2 separate regions of the Macaca mulatta genome follow, and region 1 is linked to region 2. A link is a contact called in public Hi-C data. All regions are on one chromosome and are shown on one strand. The core of a region is the stretch at or near the end of the contact, and the rest is flanking DNA. Distances in the headings are between cores, read along the strand shown. Region 1 holds the start of ALG8 (ALG8 alpha-1,3-glucosyltransferase). Region 2 holds the start of INTS4 (integrator complex subunit 4).

Region 1 (6,114 bases), core at 427-2,926, 160 kb after region 2:
AAGTGCAATAAAGCAAAGTGCAAAAAATGAGGTATTCCTGTACATGTGCTGCCAAAGTGAGTGCTATATACATTCTTAACCTGGACCAAGAGCAGTATTCAAAATAACAACCCTGGCCAGGCATGGTGGCTCACGCCTGTAATCCCAACATTATGGGAGGCCAAGGCAGGTGTGGACCACTTGAGGTCAGGAGTTTGAGACCAGCTCCCGGCCATCATCGTGAAACCCATCTCCACTAAAAATACAAAAATTAGCCTGGCGCGGTGGTGCACGCCTGTAATCCCAGGTACTCAGGAGGCTGAGGCAGGAGAATCATTTGAACCCGGGAGGCAGGGGTTGCAGTAAGCTGAGATCGTACCACTGCACTCCAGTCTCGGTGACAAGGTGGGGCAAGCCTGTCTCAAAAACAAAATAATAACAAAGAAACAAAAAAAAAAACAACTCTGAGGATACATTTCTAGCCCGAGGCAACTAAAGCAAGAAATATCTTCTTAATGCACAGACCTACAGTTAATCATTTTACTGAATCTACATACACATTCCACTTATATGATTACATATACACATCAGTATAGACTTACATTCTATACATACGACTCTCCCATACTCAACAAGAAATCACCAAGAGCCTGAATCAAAGGATACCAATAAAACAAACCCTAAACTAGGAAGTGGGAGGGAAAGGAGAAAAGGGATGAGGGAGAAAAAGAAAAAAGAGGAAGGATGGAGGCAGGGTGGAAGCTAATATTAATAAATATTGAGTACCTACTGTATACACACCACCATTTGATGGTTGCTTCTTGGTTTCCACGCTTTCAGTCTTGGCCCTACATCCATTTTTTACACAGCAGTCTAACTGTGGTCTTCGAAACCCTGTGTTATCTGTCCCCTGTGCACCCCATCCTGTGCCACTCCTCTTCTTCAATGCTCTGCAGCCACAAGAGGCACTTTGTGTTCCTAAAATGCTCTGACTTCTTTCCTGCCACAGGGCCATTGAACTTACTCTTTACTATGCCTGAACTGCTTTCCACATCACTTATTCTTTTTTCATTTTTTGAATTTCAACTCAAACATCACCTTCTAAAGGAGTAGCGCCCAGCCACTTAGTAACCCTCTATTTCCTTTATCACAATCTGAAACGTTCCTGTTTGTCTAGTTCCACCCACCAACTTCGAGAGCAAGGACCAGTAATGTCTTGCTCACCACCGCACCTCTCGGGAGTTAGAAGGGTACCTGGCACCTCAGGCACCTGTTAATAGTGGCTGAATGGCTGTTCGAAAGGTTCTTAAATGCATATTAAGGATAAGGACCCTGAGGTTCAGAAACATTAAAGTGACTTGTTCCAAATCCGACAGCGCCAGGTCTGAACCTAGCCAGCTGAGGCTAAGTCAAGTAACAAACGACGAAACGGAAAGCTTAGCAAAAGCAGGGTACCGACAAACACGACCTTAAGTTCCTTCTCTTTATAACTAGGGATATCCACACCTCTCTCTCCCGCCCTGACCGACCGCGGGGCCTCCCCGCCCAGCCCCTGGCCGTGGGAGTCCCTTACTAGGTGGGGATGAGAAGGCATTTGAGGAGAGTCACCCCGAGCGCCAAAGCCGAAAACCAATTGCCAGTCCCCGCGGCAATTGTGAACGCCGCCATTGCTGCGGCACCGCACGCTTCCTACCAACTTGATCCACATCCGGGATCCCGCGCATGCGGAGAAGGCCCACTGAAGCGGAGCCCGCGAGCTGCGCGCATGCGGCGAGCCGCGCAGCCAGTCCGAGGACTGCAGTCAGCGATTTAAACCTCCCGGCCACTTTTTCTTTACAGCCGCGTTTCCCCCCGGGCAGGAAGGGCTTCTGCCCTGGCCTTTGTAGCCAGTTTTAAGTTTTATCGGCTAGTTCATACTTGCATAGAAAGAGTGGTCGTTTGCTCTGAGTCATCACTGTGTAGTATTGGGGATACTTAGGTGAGGAAAAAAAAAACAACGCTAGAGACGTGCATGCACTAGTGGAGAAGTCAGGATTGTTGCCCTAGAGTTACAGTAGATAAAAGTACCATGAGAGAACTGCGGGGGCTCCCAACCTGGATGCCTGCACCGGAGTATTAAATCCAGCTAGAGAATGGCATGTGCAAAGATACAGAGGTGAGAAACATTGTTTTTAGAACTCTGAGCGAGGCTCTTGGCTCAGCTCCTCCTTGAGCGGAACCCATTCTGGAAGCAGGGTGGAGGCTAGTCCTAACGCTTACTGTACAGATAACCTACGGTTCATGTTAAAATTCAGATTCTGATTCAGTAGGCCCAATAAAGTCGCAGATTGCGAAAAGACTGAGGCACATGCAATGGAATTAGACTTGTCTCATTATTTTACTGTGTGATCTTGGACAAATTATCTAAACCTCAGTTTCTTTTTTTCTTTTATTATTTTTTTTTTGAAAATAGGAGATAAAAATGGTTTCTGGCCGGACGCGGTGCTCACGCCTGTAATCCCAACACTGGGAGGCCGAGGCGGGCGAATCACCTGAGTTCAGGAGTTTGAGATCAGCCTGGCCAACACTTAATTAAAAATTTTTAAAAAAATTAGTCAAGCATGGTGGCGGGCGCCTGTAATTCCACTTACTCTGGAGGCTGAAGCTAGAGAATCACTTGAACGTGGGAGGCGGAGGTTGCAGTGAGCTGAGATCGCGCCATTGCACTCCAGCCTGGGAGACCAGAGCGAAACTCCGTCTCAAAAAAAAGTTTCAGCCTCATAAAGTGGTTGTGAGGATTAAATAAGGATGCATATAAATTGCTTGATATGATTCCAGGACAGAATAAATGCTCAATAATGTGTCAGATCAGTTAATTATCTTGCTGAAAGATGCATAGCAAGTCGGTGACAGTGTCACCTCCCTAATATGAGTTTATGCCCTCCCACAGCTTCAACCGCCACCCATGTGAATATGATGCACAGATTTATAGCTCAGCACTCCTCTCACTTCCAGACCCTGATCTCCAGTTGACTACCTGACCTCACGTAGATGTTTTCGTTTTGTTTTTGAGAGACAGGGTCTCATTTTGTGGCCCAGGTTGGAGGGCAATAGTGCAAACACAGATCATTGCCACCTTGACCTCCTGGGCTCAAGCAGTCCTCCCCACCTCAGCCTCTTGAGTAACTGGGACCACAGGGATGTGGCAACGTGTGTGTGTGTGTGTGTGTGTGTGTGTGTAGAGATGGGATCTCCCTATGTTGTCCTTGCTGGTCTCAAACTCCTGGGCTCAAGTGATATTCCTGCCTTAGCCTCCCAAAGTATTGGGATTACAGTTGTGTGCCACCATGCCCAGCTACTTAGATGTTTTAAAGGCACTTTGCATTAATTTTCTATTTCTGCTGTAACAAATTACCATAAACTTAGTAGCTTAAAACAACACAAATTTATTCTCTTACAGTTCTGTAAACCAGAAATTTAAAATCAGTCTCACTGGGCTAAAGTCAAGGTGTCATTTGGATTGGCTGCTTCCAGAGGCTCTGCAGGGAGATGGTTTTTCTTGCCTTTTTCAGCTTTTAGAAGTTGCCTGTATTCCTTGGCCCCTTCCTCACATCACTCCAACCTCCTTCCATCCTTACAATCGATTACTTTCCTGTAATAGCTACGGTCAAATGGGCAGCTGAAGATGATGATGAAGATGATCTTGACACCGAGAAGCAGAATACCAATGAGGATGACCAGACAGCAAAAAAGGAAAAGTTAAAAGAAGGTAAAAGAAGGCTACTCATACTTGCTGTCTCAGTATCTAAAGGTGGTCACCTACCAGTAGAGAGGCCCACCCACTGCAGACAGTGCCACCGAAGGTGACATGCACTTTCTACCACCCATCCAAAACTGTAATGTGAATCTGCAACAGGAGAGGAAAAAAGAACCCAAACTTCCAAGGCCTTGCATTTTTTATTCAAAGCATTTTTTTTTTCTTGGAGATGGAGTCTCACTCTATTGCCTGGAGTGTAGTGGCACAATCTCGGCTCTCTGCAGCCTCTGCCTCCTGGGTTTAAGCAATTCTCTGCCTCAGCCTCCCAAGTAGCTGGGGTTACAGGCGCATGCCACTACACTCAGCTAATTTTTGTATTTTTAGGAGAGATGGGGTTTCACCATGTTGGCCAGGCTGGTCTTGAACTCCTGACCTCGTGATCCACCTGCCTTGGCCTTCCCAAAGTGCTGGGATTACAAGCGTGAGCCACCACACCCAGCCAAAAGCATTTTTTAAAAGAAAAATTGGTCTATATTTTTTGTTTCTACTTTATATCTTTGTACATATTTTTAGAGGTCAGGCATTTTTAACAATCTTGGATGACCAAAACAGCTTTCAGAGTGTTCTTCACCCAACTTCTGACCTTACTTGTAGTGTGATCATGTTCATTAGAATCTCAAAGGAGGAAGAAAAACAAACAAACGCATAAACAAATGCAAAAATAGATCGGGTGAGGTGGTTCATGGCTGTAAGCCCAGCACTTTGAGAGGCTCAGGCGGGTGCATCACCTGAGGTCAGGAGTTCAAGACCAGCCTGGCCAACATGGTGAAACCCTACTCTACTAAATATACAAAAATTAGCCAGGCTTGGTGGTATGTGCCTGTAGTCCCAGCTACTCAGGAGGCTGAGGCAGGAGAATTGCTGGAACCTGGGAGGCAGAGGTTGCAGTGAGCTGAGATGACACCACTGCACTCCAGCCTGGGCGACAGAGTGAGACTGTCTCAAAAAAAGCAAAAACAGGCCAAGCATGGTGGCTCATGCTGTGATCCCAGCACTTTGGTAGGCCTAGGCAGGTGAATCACCTGAGGTCAGGGGTTTGAGACCAGCCTAGCCAACATGGTGAAAACCCATTTCTACTGAAAATACAAAAATTAGCCAGGCCTGGTGGCGGGTGCCTGTAATCCCAGCTACATGGGAGGCTGAGGCATGAGAATTGCTTGAACTCAGGAGGCGGAGGTTGCATTGAGCAGAGATCATTGCACTGCAGCCTGGGTGACAGAGTAAGACTCTGTCTCAAAAATAAATAAATGCAAAAACAACAAGTCTTATTTTTTCAACCTGTTTGATATATGTGTGAAACAACATTATCCAACAATAAACAGGAATCTTATTTTTCTGAGGTTTTTTCCCTAACTTCATTTCTAGTGAATTTTCTGAGTTCTAACAAAAAATGGTAGAGACAGTTGTCATGAATTGTACCCCTTTTCTCATTCTTTCTGCTTTAGACTTGAACATGAGGCATAAAGCTAGACTCAGCTGTAAGGAAAAACTGCCTCATGCTGACCCTGACATCATTGAGCTAATAAACAAATCCCTCTACCTCCAGACTTACTATGTGAGAACACACACACACACACACGTGTTACCAAAACACCAGGGGTTCCGATCTAGTTCCTGTTGCTTGCTTCACAGAAAGCCAATCACTGAGATGATTATTGCCAAGGAATAAGGCTTTAATCAGGTGCTGCAGAAAAACATGGGAGATAAATCTCAAACTTGGGTCCCTGACTGACTAAAACTAGGTTTATATAGCAGCAAAGAAATGTAATAATGTATTTTTTAAAAAAAGGAACTAGGGAGGAATAAGGAAGCAATCATGATGAATGAGGGGCCTGGCATCTCATTGTCTGGATGCTGTGATCTGGTGAGTTTCAGTTCTTTGATACTTTTTTTTTGAGAGACCTGAAGGTCATTTCCTGAGGAAGGAACTCAGATAAATATAACTTTCCAGCTTTAAGACCAGAAGGGTCAATTTCTATCTTTGTCCAAAAAAAAAACTAAGGTACTATTGGGTTAGGTTCACACATGCCCACACCACCCTTAGGTGTTTAAGCCACAGTTGGTCAGGTTGCCTCTTCTTCCAGCAAAAGCATTTCTCACTGCTCTTGCCAGGTCCTGTCTATTTAACCTCCTAGTTGTCTCTCACATTCATGCATTCCTCTTCACCCACCTTTGCCACTCTAGGCACAATGACCTGCTTTCAGCCTTTGGTACATGCCATGTTCCCTCCTGTCACTGCCCTTTATACATGACCTTCCCTCTGTCATGTTCTTCCTTCTCCCTTTAGGCTAGTTAGCTCTTCATCCTTTAGCTCTTATAGCAAGCACTGCTTCCCCAAG
Region 2 (5,655 bases), core at 2,740-5,239:
CTCTGTCTCAAAAAAAAAAAAAATTATTTTTCATTAAAAAAGAGGGCTACTGCAATTAGATATGAGGGCCATGAATTAGGACAGGAACAGCAGGATGTTAAGGGGACCACATTCCAGAGATGAACGGGTCATGATTGATGTTAACTCCTCTTTTGTGCTTCCACTGCACTCTGCACATATTGCACTCACAGTAACTTCAGCAGTATGATGCACTTTATCATTGACACGTTTTATTTCCATCTACTATACTGTAACTTTCTGAGGACAAGATCTGCATCTTTTTTATCTCTGTATCCATAGTACCTAGCACATGGAAGACACTCAGTAAAAGCTTGCTAATGAATACCTTATTTATTTGTAATATTAACCATTCCGCAGACATGATACAACTCCTATGATATACTCCCATCAGATCCTCAAGATTTTCTTACCTTGTAATAATGTTCCAAGAGAATCCTGACTACTCCCTCTACGCTTTCTGCCTCGACAGGCTTCCTGGCAAACTGGAGCAGGTATTGCAAAGCATCTGCTGGGGAGGTAGCTTTACACAGATCTATGTGGAGTGCTGCAGATTTACTTGGTTTTGTTAGTCGGAGTTTCTTAGTAGCAATTTCCTCCTGTTGTTGCTGCAAGGGGTAGAGAAAACTGAAAACACAGAATCTGCAAATATAACTTTGCCTCATTTGGTGGAAATAATTTTCCATTATACCAAATAATATATTTAGCTGACAGACTTAGGAAAATAGTGTTATAAACTCGAAAGAGTACCCGGTTGGTGACAAGGTCATGAGTCTCAATTTTGCCTTTACTAGCTCCTATGACTTTAGGCAAGTCATTTAATTTCTCCAAGTCTCAGTTTATTTCTCTGTAAAATAGGTATACTTTATTTTTTCTTAGAGATGGGGTCTCTCTATGTTGCCCAGGCTGGTCTCTAACTCCTGGGCTCACGCAATCCTCGCACCTCAGCCTCCCAAAGTGCTGAGATTACAAGCATGAGCCACCATGCCCAGCCTTACACCAACATTTTGCTCTACCTATCTCTGAGGATTGTGGTAGCCTTTGGGTTTAGAGGTAACACGAAGGATCTACTCCATTTTTTTGAGACAGAGCAAGACACTGTCGCGCAGGCGGGAGTGCAATGGTGCAATCTTGGCTTGCTACGATCTCCACCTCCTAGGTTCAAATAATTCTCTGACTGACACCCAACACGCTGGGATTGTAGGTATGTGCCACCTCCACCTACTAGGTTCAAGCAATTCACCTCCCTGACTCCCAGCTAGCTGTGATTACAGATGCGTGTCACCACACCCAGCTAATTTTTGTATTTTTAGTAGAGACAGGTTTTTCCATGTTACCCAGGCTGGTTTCAAACTCCTGGCCTCAAGTGATCCCTCTGTTTCAGTCTCTCAGAGTCCATTCTTTATTAGAAAACAAATATCAGACAGGGCGTAGTGGCTCACGCCTGTAATCCCAGCACTCTGAGAGGCTGAGGCAGGCGGATCACTTGGGGCCAGGAGTTCAAGACCAGCCTGGCCAACATGGCAAAACCCCGTCTCTACTAAAAATACAAAAATTAGCTGGGGGTAGTGGTGTATGCCTGCAGTCCCAGCTATGCAGAAGGCTGAGGAACGTGTGAACCCAAGAGGCAGAAGTTACAGTGAGCCAGGATCGTGCAACTGCACACCAGTTTGCACGAAAAGGGCAAAATTCCATCTCAAAACAAAAGAAAAGGAAACAAATATCGGATGGGCGTAGCAGCTTACACCTGTAATCCTAGCACTTTGGGAGGCTAAGGCAGGAGGATCCCTTGAGCCCAGGAGTTCGAGACCAGCCTGGGCAACATGGTGAAACCCTGTCTCTATTTAAAAAATAATAATAATAACAATAAAATAAAATAAATTTCCTTAACAGTGCATTTTTATGTACTGAGCAATCACCTCCTTACAAATCCACATTTCCATAGAAAAGAGACTAGAATTATTCTAGACAAGAACACAGTATGACATGACAAAAAGAACAAGGGCTTTGGAGTCAGAGGAATTTATATTCAATAACAACTTACTAGCTAGGGAAGGCCTTCTTTTATAGGAGGGCATACCAATACTTTATTATCACAGAGTTATTCGATAAATCTAAGTTACTAAACATAACTTTATTATACATATACGTAAGTGCTAGGCACATATCAGTTCTCCTTCCTCATCTTTTCAGCGGAGAAAAAAGAACAGAAGCACTAAGATCTCATTTAATCACTCTATGTTAACAACTGATGAAAAATTAAGTGAAGAAATTAGCTCTTCCCTTAAAATTCTTAGCCATTTCTATCCTATTCCTCTCAAACTCAGTTTTCAGTCTTATCAAAGCTGTAGTTAGGTCAAAAGCTAGGAATTTTTTCCCTAAGTATTATGTAAGGGAGAGGACAACCAATATCAACTGTCATTCAACCACTAGTAACACTTTAGTGAGCCAGGCCCTGTTGTCCATCTCCAGGACATGGAGACGAACCAGGCATTACCTCTGCCATCAAGGACCTCATACTGGTGGGAAAATAGGTACACTGGTAATTACAGTAGCATTGAACGAAAAGTACAAAAAGATTAGTACCACAGAATGCTACAGAAACAGGTGAAGAAAAGACTAAGCTCTTTACGAGGTTTCAGTTGGGTCTTGCAGCACAAATGTTAAGTCCACTGGGTGGAGAACAAAAAGAAAGGGAAGAATAGCATGTATTCTGTATAAAAGAGACAACCAGTGCAAGAGTTTGGAGATATGCAGACACATGAACACATGGCATATCTGGTCATGTGAGGATGGGTGGAAGAGGGGTGAGCAGTCTCAGGAAATGGGAACAACAGAATGTTGGGAAGAAAGGAAATTACATTGCGCAACAGTATTACAGTACTAATGTTCTTAATGCCACTGAACTTTACACTTAAAATTGTTAAAATTCTAAATTTTATATTATGTATTAGCATATTTTATATTATGTATTAACATATTTTACTGCTGGATGAATGAATCAATGTTATGTTTAAGGATCAGTATCCTGCTGGATGCTCTGTCTTGCCACTCTACAAGTCTAAGGATCTAAGAATGCAATCGATGCATTGGCATGAATTTGGGGGCATGTCAGGAATGCAGAATCTTGCCTCACCTCCTCTGCTTGACTTATCAAATAGAATCGACATTTGAACAACGTCCCCAGGTGAAAATCTGAGAAATAAGACATTAGGATGATTTGGGATCAACCCTAGCAACATCTACATGGAGACACACGGAGCATCACTGACCGCTCTGACATGGGCTCTGTCCACCTGTCACAACTTCATGGTGAGAAAGGTACTGTCCTCCTTCCTAGGTGAGCCGTTCCACCAATGGAGAGCTCTTGCCCTATGAAGTCTGTGACTCCCGCCTGCTTAGACTGCGCCTGAAGGAATTCTACAGACCCTTCTTTCAGCCCCTTAGAACCTTGTGTATATTCCAACTGGTCCCTGAGAGCTTTTTTTTGGAACGTGGGGGTGGGGAGGCTAGAAGGGTCTCTGCTGCTAACTGGTGAATCCTCGTACCTCCCCGGAAGGCTCAATGTCCACATGTGGAAAACGAGGATGCTAATATAACGCGATGTAGCAAAGTTGTGTGAGAGAATAAAATGAGATAACGGATAAGACAGTTTCACAAATTAAAAAACACTGTCTCTCCTAATAATTTTTTTAAAATTCTGTCAGACTTCACATATTAATGACAACAGCGGCTGCAAACTAACACGCCCACTAACGTGCAATATTAGAGATTATCAACAAGTCTGCACTTAACACGGGCGTATGGAGCCTGTTCTGTTCTGGCAAAGTGCATGGGTTTTGGATAATCTACCCTGGTCCGGATCGGTTCTGGATCTTTCCCGCCAGAGCTTACCTGAACCACTTTCGTGAATTCCTCATAAACCCGCTTCTTAAGGTGCGCCGCCATGCCTGCCTGCGGGCCCTCTCAGCTTCCGTACACTAGGAGGGAGGAGGGGGGGTGGACGGATCCGGAAAACTTGTCTAGGCGCGGGGGTGGGTGGATGACTTGCCGAGATCCCACAAGGCAGTGGGGTTTGGGGAAAGAGCGACCGCTTCCTGTTGCTCGACTGCACCGCCACTGCACGGCCTGATTTGGCGGCCTAAGCCTCCTGCGCCGGAAGAACGCAAACAAGAGCGCCGCTTGTGGGAGGCGTGGCCTCTGGTGGGAGGAGCCGAGATTGAAAGGGTGGGCAACCCAATGGGAGCTTTGGGAGGCTGGCTGGTGGCCTTGGAGTGGCTAAGAGACTTGCGCGGTGCGCGCGAAGGGAGGGAGGAAGTATAGGTTAAAGGGCAGAGGCGGGGCGATCCAGAGCTAGAGGCAAAACCCGGAGCCCTGTAAGGGGTTTGACTAGTAAAAGGATTTAAAGAGGCACAGCTGACATTCCCATCATCCTTTTCTGTACACGATGTGGCTTATAGGTTTCCTGAGCACTGCCTTTGTTCAAGCTGTGCGCCACCCCTCTCCTGTTTTGGGGTGCCTTTCCATACTCCCTTATTCCAATTTTGCAAAAGCTGCCATCCTTTGAGGCATCAGTCCCTGCTCTGATAGCTATAGTACAGTAGAAAGACATCTGAGACCAAGGATAAAGCAACGAAGCTACAGACGACAGTTCTGGTTCTTAAGCAAATGGCTCAACTACAAATGCATTTATAATAACCTGACAAAGATGTGACGGTGGAGTGAAATAATGCAGGAACATTTTATAGACTGTAAGGTGTAGTGCACATGTTAGTGTCAGTAAATCCAAGGTCAAGTTTTACAACCTACATGAAATTAGCTGTTCATTGTTTTGGTCTTTCAAAAGAATTAATGTGGGCCAGGCACGGTGGCTCATGCCTGTAATGCCAACACTTTGGGAGGCCGAAGCGGGTGGATCACTTGAGGTCAGAAGTTCGAGACCTGCCTGGCCAACATGGTGAAACCCATCTCTACTAAAAATATAAAAATTAACCAGGGCATGGTGGCACACACCTGTAATCCCAGACTCTTGGGAGGTTGAGGCAGGAGAATCACTTGAACCTGGGAGGTGGAGGTTGCAGTGAGCCGAGATCACGCCACTGCACTCCAGCCTGGGCAACAAAGCGAGACTCCGTATCAAGAAAGAAAGAGAGAGAGAGAGAAGAAAGAGAGAGAGAGAAGAAAGAGAGAGCGAGAGAGAAAGAAAAAGGGAAGGAAGGAAGGAAGGAAGGAAGGAAGGAAGGAAGGAGGGAGGGAAGGAGGGAAGGAGAAGGAAAGAAAGAGAGGGATAGTTAAAAAAAAAAAAAAAAAAAGCAGGAGGCTGAGGTGGATAGGTTGATACAGAGGACCCAAAAATAAACAAAAGATAGTATTTATCCTCAAGGTCCTACAGTCTGAGAAGACAGACACCCAAACTGATGGTGACAGTGCAACTGAAATGTGCTGGGTAACGGGAATGAATGTAGTTCAAACAGACCTAATTTCCTTAGAGTGCCTTAGGGAAGGCTTTCCTAAAATTAGAGGAAACTGGGTGTGGTGGCTCACGCCTGTAATCCCAGCACTTCGGGAGGCCAACGCGGGCGGATCACCTAGCTCAGAAGTTTTGAGACCAGCCCGGGCAACATGGCGAAATCTACT

The links. Hi-C and Micro-C count contacts between places; a contact is called where the count stands out from the background.
Region 1: a Hi-C map of CD4 T cells shows a contact between it and region 2, with 3 times the contacts expected there. The contact joins the promoter of ALG8 here to the promoter of INTS4 in region 2. A contact is called at or near these places in 3 of 14 Hi-C or Micro-C datasets (CD4 T cells, fetal cortex germinal zone and liver).

Annotation. Positions count from the first base shown.
Region 1 is chr14:78,568,571-78,574,684 of T2T-MMU8v2.0, forward strand. It overlaps ALG8 (ALG8 alpha-1,3-glucosyltransferase), which reads right to left and starts at 1,677. Exons shown (of 13, transcript XM_077964035.1): 1 at 1,553-1,677. The coding sequence starts at 1,573. LOC114672365 (a long non-coding RNA gene) reads left to right here and starts at 1,739. Exons shown (of 3, transcript XR_003722706.2): 1 at 1,739-2,134; 2 at 3,620-3,974.
Region 2 is chr14:78,410,926-78,416,580 of T2T-MMU8v2.0, forward strand. It overlaps INTS4 (integrator complex subunit 4), which reads right to left and starts at 3,990. Exons shown (of 22, transcript XM_077963963.1): 1 at 3,913-3,990. The coding sequence starts at 3,966.